2 separate regions of the Sus scrofa genome follow, and region 1 is linked to region 2. A link is a contact called in public Hi-C data. All regions are on one chromosome and are shown on one strand. Each heading gives the region's core, a stretch centred on a gene start, on an enhancer-like site or on the middle of the called end of the contact. The rest is flanking DNA. Distances are from core to core; before and after follow the strand shown. Region 1 holds the start of URAD (putative 2-oxo-4-hydroxy-4-carboxy-5-ureidoimidazoline decarboxylase). Region 2 has its middle 130 kb from the start of GPR12.

What was found. Hi-C and Micro-C count contacts between places; a contact is called where the count stands out from the background.
Region 1: a contact with region 2 is called in a Hi-C map of liver, with 6 times the contacts expected there. The contact joins the promoter of URAD here to the enhancer-like site in region 2. A contact is called at or near these places in 12 of 47 Hi-C or Micro-C datasets (alveolar macrophages, embryonic fibroblasts, heart right ventricle and 7 more).

Annotation. Positions count from the first base shown.
Region 1 is chr11:5,360,867-5,365,329 of Sscrofa11.1, reverse strand. It overlaps URAD (putative 2-oxo-4-hydroxy-4-carboxy-5-ureidoimidazoline decarboxylase), which reads left to right and starts at 1,849. Exons shown (of 3, transcript XM_003357809.4): 1 at 1,849-1,939; 2 at 2,421-2,747. The coding sequence starts at 2,459.
Region 2 is chr11:4,551,670-4,556,137 of Sscrofa11.1, reverse strand. No RefSeq gene overlaps it. Among named protein-coding and RNA genes, the nearest start is that of GPR12, 130 kb to the right of the region's middle. Within about 2 kb of position 1,662, at least 19 of the 83 cell types and tissues checked have an H3K27ac peak or open chromatin away from gene starts, as enhancers often do. A contact at or near this core is called in liver, where this site is marked.

The sequences.
Region 1 (4,463 bases), core at 600-3,099, 810 kb before region 2:
GGAGTTTCTGTCATGGTGCAGCGGAAACGAATCCGACTAGGATCCATGAGGATGCGAGTTCGATCCCTGGCTTCGCTCAGTGGGTTAAGGATCCAGCATTGCCATGAGCTGTGGTGTAGGTCGCAGACTCCGCTTGGATCTGTCATTGCTGTGGCTGTGATGTAGGCCGGCAGACGTAGCTCCGATTTGACCCCTGGCCTGGGAACCTCCATATGCCTTGAGTGCGGCCCTAAAAAGCAAAAAAGAAAAAAAAAAAGAAAAAAGAAGAAGAATCATAGCTTGTATGGTTAAACATAAATTATGAAACAATATATATAAATTAAGGAAATTATAGCTTTATTGATACGTAATTCATATACCACACAATTCACACGATTTATAGTGCACAAGTCAACCCTGTACCTTTTTGCTGGGATGAAAATTTCCTGCCCCTCTGACTAGCTTAAATTTCCTTCATTGGTTTGCCTGGGGGAGAGCCAGGCAGGATTAACTGAGCTCACCCCCCCACACACCCCGCCGGACCCCTGGTGCTTCTGTAGCGTGGGTCCCCAGATTCCATATTAGGAATTTGGGTGAGTTTGTGTGTGCGTGTGTGGATGCAGTTTCTATGCACACGACTCTTTAATACTTTGGCCGTTTGTGTCTTAAAAGTTCCTAGGTGAGCAGGCTGTTTGCACTTGCATTGTTGTCATAGATAAAACAGGCTGAAAGGGGGTCAGGCTCCCAGGCTCTGCCAGAAATGCAGGCACGTCTGCAGCGAGGCCCTTCCCACCACGTATCAGCATTTCCATGAGTGAAGGAGTTTCCGCTTGCAAATTCAGATGTCTATCTCTCTCCTGCTGCTTGCAGAGGGGCTGGGGGCTGAGGACTGCCAGGCTCCAAGCCCTGGCTGGGGCGCTTTTGGCGGGGGGGAGGGGCTTCCGAGTGCAGAGTAAGAGGAGGAGGTAAGGGTTGTGCAAGGTGGGTGGGGGGTCGAGGAGCAGTGGAGCCGGAACCCCTTCTCTCCGGACTCTCGGCTTCTGCTCTGGCTTCTGTTGCTGGCACCAGGGTGGGAACCAGGCTGGGAGCCAGGATGGAAGGCGCCCTCCTTCCAGAACGGGGGCCTCTTCTGAACTCTGATGGGGCGCAGCCAGCCCTGGGAGGGGCCGAGGCTGGGGCGCCACGGAGGGGAAGCGGAGGCAACGGACCCTGAGCCGTTTCCTGGGGCTTCAGGGAAAGCAGCAGGGACAAAAGGACTGTGGTGACCCTGGTGGCAGAAGGGAGAACAGAGCACGTTCTGTGGTTGGGCCATTGCACACACACCACAGAACCAGTGTTTTCACATTTCTACGGGAAGCATGTGATGTGCAAGAGTGAATCATATATAGGTTAATATATGTATATGGTTAACATATATACACATACGCCTCACCTGTCGGTGAAGGACGTGTGTATGTATATGTATATAAACATATAAATATTAAATATATATATGTATATACACACTTCACCACCAATTTCCCCCCTTGGAAAAGCAAATTTCATCACCTTCTTTTCTGTCTGTCCTTTAGTCGTGACCCTTTGGCCCAGGAAGCCAAAGGGTGACACCTGAGCTGGGAAACAACGAGGCTGTCCTCTCACTGAATTTGGATGCAGATGAAAGTGGAGTTAGCATGACTTTTGGAAATACATTTGCATTTTCAGCTCTACAGGGACCAGCAGCAATAGCTTTCATTTTAAATTCTGAGCCCTCCTTTTCTTTGTCTTTCTCTCCCACAGTGTTGCTGTTTTGAGCAGGCATAGCAGGTATTCGCGTGAGAAATTTAATCCACGTGGTCATCGGGTCAACTCCCCCCCCGTGTTTATTACACGCTTCCCGTGGGCACAGAACTCGGCACCCGGGACATAAGCAAACAAGACACACTGTCTCCAGGCTCATGGACTTTGCCGTGGCTGAGAGGTGATAACACAAATAAATACACACAATAAGCAAGGCGCTTTCAGACAGGGATAGATATATTCGGGAAGAAAATAACACATAAGGGTGTGTGGGCGACACAGGAGAAGGGGACAGAATGATTCTGGATGCCACATCTGGTGGAACAAGAGTCTATTAAGTCCTTGTGTTAAGCATGTGCAATACAGAGAAAGGGTAAAACACACTCTCTGTTTTCCACAGCAGCAGCAACAAGACGGGCCATCAAAGCAAGTGGGTTGACTCATGAGCTGTCTGGGTTATGGGGAAACATCCCTGGGATAACGATGACATAAAAATGTGAATCGCACCAGAAGTCTATCCGCCTTGAATGTCGAGAATAAAAACAGCCCCTGCTAGCTGAGATGGTTGGGGGCGGGGGGAGTTTGGTTGGATGTGTTTACCCTTTTGCAAGGTCTCTGCATCCTGGCTGAGACCTTAAGCCTGTGTTTGTTCATTGCACAAGGACTCAGGATCCGCTTCTCTCCCAGAGGCATTTAAAACATGCCAAGCTGCTGTTGCATCAAAAACAAGCCTGTGCGTTCAGCAAACAGCAGCTGGGGAGCAGAGCCGCCGCGCTCACCCAGAGGGGAGCCTCGACCCGCTGGAACGGCAGCCATGGACATTGAGAAGGTCAACTCCATGGACTTCGGAGAATTTGTGGACGTGTTTGGGAATGTCATCGAGAGATGTCCTCTGATCGCAGCGGCTGTTTGGTCCCAGCGCCCCTTCTCTGGCTTGGAAGATTTAGAGAAGCACTTTTTTGCCTTTATTGACGCTCTTCCACCGTCAGGTAAGGCTTCAGTGTCGGACACTGAGGTGGTCTACCGAGGGACCCCAGAGGGGCTTGTCCAAGTAGTGGGGAGAGGTCCCGTGGCTTTTTAAATTTTTAAAAAATATAAATTGTTAGACACTCTTTGAAGGTTACTTTCCATTGACAGTTGCTGCAAAACATTGGTGCTGCACAAAACATTTTCAAGCCTGTCCTATACCTAAAAGTGTGGCCCTCTCCCTCCCCGCCCCAGACCCCCCCCACCACCACCACCGGTTTGTTCTCTCTCTGTGAGTCTGCTGCTTTTTGGTTCTCAAAATACGCTTCGATGTTTCCTTTAGTGGCTGGTCGCTGGTGGATGTATTTCCTTCTTTGGGGGGTCAGTTCGGTAGCGGGGATCCGGCACTGGTGACGCCCAAAGGGGAATCAAAGAACACGGGTCGCTTGGCTCGGGCAAAGCGGCTGTTAAATATTAAAGCTGTGGGGTTACGAGGAAAGAGGAACAGGCGCGGTGTCCCGGGGCCTCACAGGCCAAAGGTCAGCGGGGGCCCCCCCAGCCGCGTGCGCTCCGGGAATGTTCTGAATGCAGGCGAGGAGCCAGCGCCGTATCACCGCATCTCAGGGCCCAGGGGAAAGAGCAACCGGCTGACATTCTTACCAGAAAGGGCCGGTTGGGACCAGACTGCTGCGCAGAGTAAACGCGCTCAGATCAGCAACTCCCCGCGGGGTGAGGCGGCAAGACAAAAATCTGCAGGAATCCCTCTGGAGCAGGAGAGGGACGGCGCTGAAATCCTTGGGCAGAGAGAGAAGGGGAGGCGCTTGTGGGTGGGGAGGGGAGGGGAGGGGGGTTGGGGTCAGGCCCAGCCCAGTGACTCAGAATGACACGCGGCCCCACGGGGGTTCAGAGGCCAAAGGTGAGCCGCCAAGGCTGCCTCCGGGGCAGGCAGGGCGCACGGTCTTTGCAGGAGCCTGGACGGGACGGACGGGCTGCCTTCACAGAGGGGGGCTCCCTTCACGGAGGGGATCTTGGGGAAGCGAGGTCTCCCTCCGAAGCCCAGCGCTTTGACCCCCGCCAGCCACGGTTTCCGGGGGTCGGAGGAGTTCTCCGGAATGGGGACCTCCTCTTAATTCCTTTTAGGCGCCTCCAGGGAGGGGGGAGGATGGGGGTAAAAATCAAGCTGTCAGGAAGGGGGGGGGCATGTGGACCGTCCCCCACCTCTCAGGGCTGAACCCTCAGACATCAGGGAACCTCTGTATCCCGGCCAGTGTGGGACGCCCACACCACTCCGTGGATACTGGGACTCGATAAAATGTTTGTTGAATGCATATATGAAATTATTCCGAAGAAGATTTTGAAAGATGATGCACCCTGGTGTTATCCCTTCACGCCACTCTTTAACTGGGGTGACTTTAGAGGCGGGTCCGTGGGACAAATGACTGGACCGAGTTTGGGCCACACAAAGGCTCGTTTGCTTTTCTGTGCTCGGTTCTCTGGAGGGATCTCCCTGCTGGTGGAGCCAGCTTCTCAGCCCTATGCTTCCCTCAGGCAGCTGGGAGCACAGCCTGTCTCTAATCGCCCGGGATCTAATCCTACTCATCCTCACGGCATTAGACAGGCGAAGCCAGCGATGGTAATAGCAGCCGCCCGAAGGATTTAACTCTTAGTAGTGCTGGGTTTCAAGCACTTGCCAAACACTTTGCATTTGTGAACTCAGTTAGTCCTTATCCTAATCCTAG
Region 2 (4,468 bases), core at 413-2,912:
TGATGTGCGGTTTCCCACGTCCTGGATTTTGCCAGGTGCAGCCTGGGTGTCGCTGAACTTTTTGCCCTAGTCCCATGTTTCCTGTAATCTAGTACTTAGATCTGGAAACTTAATTGGCTTGTTTTTTGTTAAGAATTTTTACTTATTATTTCCATCAAGAGCCCATCATGTTCTGGGCCTCGTGAAGTATAACATATTTGAAAGTAGACCGTTGATGGAGTTCCCATCGTGGCTCCGTGGTAACAAGCCTGACTAGTATCCGTGAGGATGCGGGTTCGATCCCTGGCCTCGCATAGTGGGTTAAGGATCTGGCGTTGCCGTGAGCTGTGGTGTAGGTTGCAGGTGCGGCTCGGATCTGGTATTGCTGTGGCTCTGGTGTAGGCGGCAGCCACGGCTGTGATTCGACCCCTAGCCTGGGAACCTCCCTATGCCGCGTCTGTGTCTCTAAAAAGACAAAAAAAAAAAAAGCGAAAGCAGGCCAGTGTTATCATACATGGCTGGAAAAGGTGAAAACTCATTTACCCAAAAGACACTGACTGGAAAAGAAAGTGATTTATTCTGGAAGGGTTCTTAAGACAAGTTAGTTGAAGAATGAGGTTACGCATAAAGGAATATAACGACACGGCTGGTTGGTTGGCCTCCGGGAGTCAGAGGAGCCCAGATCTGGGGGCTGGTCTTCCTTCCCCGGCTCTCCGGGACAGGATGTCAATATTTGATCCTGCGCCGCGACAGCCACGGGAGGGGTGTGTTGGCGGGAATCGGGACCAGCTGTTTTGGGCTCCTGTTCTGCGGGGAGAATTCGCGCCGTGTGGGAAGGCTCTTCCAGCATCAGCGGGCGTTAGGAGAGGGGCTTCCAACCGCCGCCTTTGGTCCGGGGGTGGGGGGCTGGAGGGTGGAGGGTGGCAGACGGTGTGAAACTTCTGTGAGTTGGGAGCCCGTTGGCGGGTGTGAACACCAGTACGAGGCTCAGTCCAAGTGGTGGAGCCGAGCGGGGAGGCCCGCGGGGGCAGCTCAGGCACCGTCTTGACCCTGGCTGGCCGGGCCCTCGAGTGTTTTCACTCCGCCCTGCACGTTGGGAGAGCCCGTTTGTCTTCACTGACGTGACGCCCTGGAACACAGGCTTTATAGGCCCTTCCTCCCAGAGTCCTCGTTACTGTCATTCTTTTCTCCGGGTTGGCATCGCCTCCCTGGTGAGAGGGCTCCCTGGGGCGCTGTGGAAGCAGCACCGTGGACCCCCTGGGGGGCCCAGCCGGCCTCACGCGTGTAAACCGAGGGCCCGGTTCTGCACCGGCAGCTATCGAGGAGCCTCGCAGCAAAGCTGCTGGAGAATTTCCCCGCGAGATGCCAAAGTACGAAAGAGATCAGAAGGCAGAGCGTCCGCCCAAAAGCCCAGCTCCGGCCCTGCCGCCCGCAGAGTCTGAGGATCGGCCAGGCCGTAAAGATAAGCGCCGGGCCTCCCTCTTCTTGGAAAGGCTTATCAGTGGCTGGTGTGGGGAGAAGCCGCCTCCCGGGAAGACGCCCCTGTTGGCATCGTCCCCGTGGACTTTACCAGGGCCCGTGTCCCCAGGCTGGTGACGTCAGCCACCCTGTCCCCTTGGGAGGGGCCACGCAGGATCTTGCAGCCAGCAGGCCCCCGAGGGGCAGGGAGCCCTTGCGCGTTGGGCGCCAGCCGGGCCCTCCCCGGGCCCTCTGCACTTGAGATAGCTCGGGGAGACTTTCGCATTGTCACTGTGACCTCCAGGGCCCCCTCGCTGCCAGTTAATCATTACACGGGCAGGGCTCTGTTCCCCGGCTCTCGGCCTGTTTTTGCGGCCGCCGGGGTTTATTACTGGCCAAGGGGCCTTGGCGGGTGTTTGGATTGCGTGCTGATAGGCGGCCGTTTGGCTCCAGCTCGGCTCTCTCGGGATTGGATACAGGACACACTCTCCTCTAGGGAAACTGGGTCATCTCGGAGGCGGGGGAAGGTACCCCCCAGCCCCCAAGCCGCTGAGAGCCCCTGGCACTGATCTTCCCACGTGCCCTCCTGGAGAAAGCCTGAGATGAAGCTGGCGCAGGAAGAAACACCAGCGTTGGAAAGCCGAGAGCGGATGCGTCCCGGCTGTGCCCCTGGGGGGCGCTGCTCAGGGTCCAGGCGGCTGGGCGCGATAGGGCTTCCTGTTCTGAGACCCTCTCTTCCTCGGGGAACCCGCCTCCAGCCCTCTGTCTGTCCTCTGAGGAGTGAGGCGGCCGGAAGGTCGTGCATCTATTGCAAAAGCAAGTGGACTGTCCGCAGAGGCACCCGCGAGCTTTCCTGGTGACCATGTTAAGTCCTTGGTGGTTAAATAACGTCGGGGAGGGTCCCAGCCCTCCACCCTAACGGCTCCCCCAAAGGAATCAGGTGCCACAGGAATGCCTGGCGCTGCTCAGGTCACTCCTACAGAACCCGCCGCGTCCTCTCGCCCTCCGTGCCCGTCTCACCCGTCACCTCGTGCCCATGTGTTATGGGCACGCCGCCCATCTCTGCCCCCTGTCCTCGTCCGCTTCCCACTTCCTCCCTCACTGGCCGCCTCCTAGGTCTGCCGTCCGGCTGGCGGCCTCGTCAGGGCTGCCCCTCTTGCTCTCTGCTGGGAGGGCCTCCTCTCCGCAGGGCCCTCCGTCGTCGTGTCCACGAGCACCTGCCCGCGGCACTCGGGCCACCCTGCACTGCACGCCCTGTGCCCTTTGACCTAAGTGGACTGTGTGTTTTTCTGGAAGCTGGTGCCCAGCCTGGGGCTGGCTCCCCGTTCCTTTGCGTTGCTCCTGGGGGGCAAATACAGGCAGGTCACAGCGGTGACCCTGGGCTCTGAGCGGTCCTGGGCCACATCTGTGTTGGTGGGAAGTTGGGCTGGGGTGGGCTTGGTACGAGCACGGTACTGGAGGGGACTCGGGATTCAGAGCCGCGTCCTCGCTCCTGTGCGGGCTGCGGGGGCCTTTCTGCCCTCGTGCAGCCGGGGGGACGCTGGGGTTCCTCGCTCTCCAGCACTGTGAGGCGGGCAGAGGGGGTGCCGGCGACGGTAGCATCTTTCTCTGGGGAGGGGCTTGGACAGAGGCTCGACTGGGATTCCCTTCCTGTCCACCCCCGAGTTCTGGACGCAGAGCACAGGGTACCACTGCCAGGCGGGCACCTGGACCGCGTGTGGTCTTTGCCTAAACCGCCTCCGGTGTCCTCCCTCCTGGCCCTTATTTCTGAGTTTGTGAGACGGAGAATTTGTCACTGCAAACGAAGGCTGCTTCGTCCCTTTTATTACAAAGTTGACGGCGTTAGTTTCCTCTGTGATTTCTTTTATTACCCTCAATTTTTATTAATCCCGTGGCCACGGGTGATAACCATCTCGTAAAATAATAAGTGGGTGAAGTGTTGCTGGGAGGTCTGTTCTGATGAGTTAGATAACGGCGCTTTGCTCCGCAGAGTGAGGGGCGCTGGGCACAAGCGCGGGGGCTCGCCTGTGCGGCAGCATCGCCTCCGGTGCTTATGGTGATGGCCCGTTTCCTCGCCAGGCTCACCCGGAGCTCCCAGCAGGGAAGTCCTCTCTGACCATAAACCTCACAGCCGAGGGCCGGGGGAGATACGGCTGGTGGGCGAGAAGCAGAGGCAGCCCACCCACCGCCGCGCTGAGCATCCTGCGGGCGCATGGGCACGTTCAGTGAGGACCCGACCAATGGACAGACCCCTGGAGGCAGCCCCGAGGGGACAGCGCCTCCGGTCAGCTTAGCTCTCCCACCTGGGAAGCCCCCGATTTGCCTTAGGAGCCACCTCATCCCACCCCCTTTCTTTAGTGTCCTGCCTGCCCGCCCATCTGCCACGCCACGCCGGGTGGTCCTTCAGACGGAAGGAGAGCGAAGGCCACGTCTTGGGCCTGGGACAGCTCACCCTTCGTCCCAGCAGCCGGAGCACGAGCTGAATCCCTCTTGGTCCAGCGGCAGCCACTAAGCACAGGAGAGCCGCTGCCCTGCTGCCCCGGCTGGCCAGTCCCCACCTGGCTTTGGCGCCTGGGTGGTTGCGGGTTTGATTGGAAGAGGGACCCGGGAACACGAAAGGTGCTGGTGCAGGCGCGACCTTAGCTGCTTTGGCTGTCGCCGGGCCTCAGACAGGCCTCCAGGAAGGGCCCTCCACCAGGCTGCTCTTCTTGAAGCTTTAAAGTGCCCCCCGGGGCTCCCAGAGGGACGTGCTGCCTGTGGTTCTTTTCTCCTTCCTCTCACCCCCCCAGCCGCGCCCCAGCTAACTCTGAATATGCAAAGCGACGTTTTTAAAAAGGGGTGTCCTTCCTACTAAAGACGAGAGAGTGAGCAGGGCCTTTTTGGGACTGCATGTGCGGGCCAGTCCCCAAGGTCCCCTTCACCCTAGGATGGCTGACCTGGCGTCCACTGGCCATGCTCTGTGCACGTGCTGGGGGCGGGGGCAGACGCGGAGCAGGGTTGCCTGGCGGGGCGGGGCGCGGCGATGGGCAGC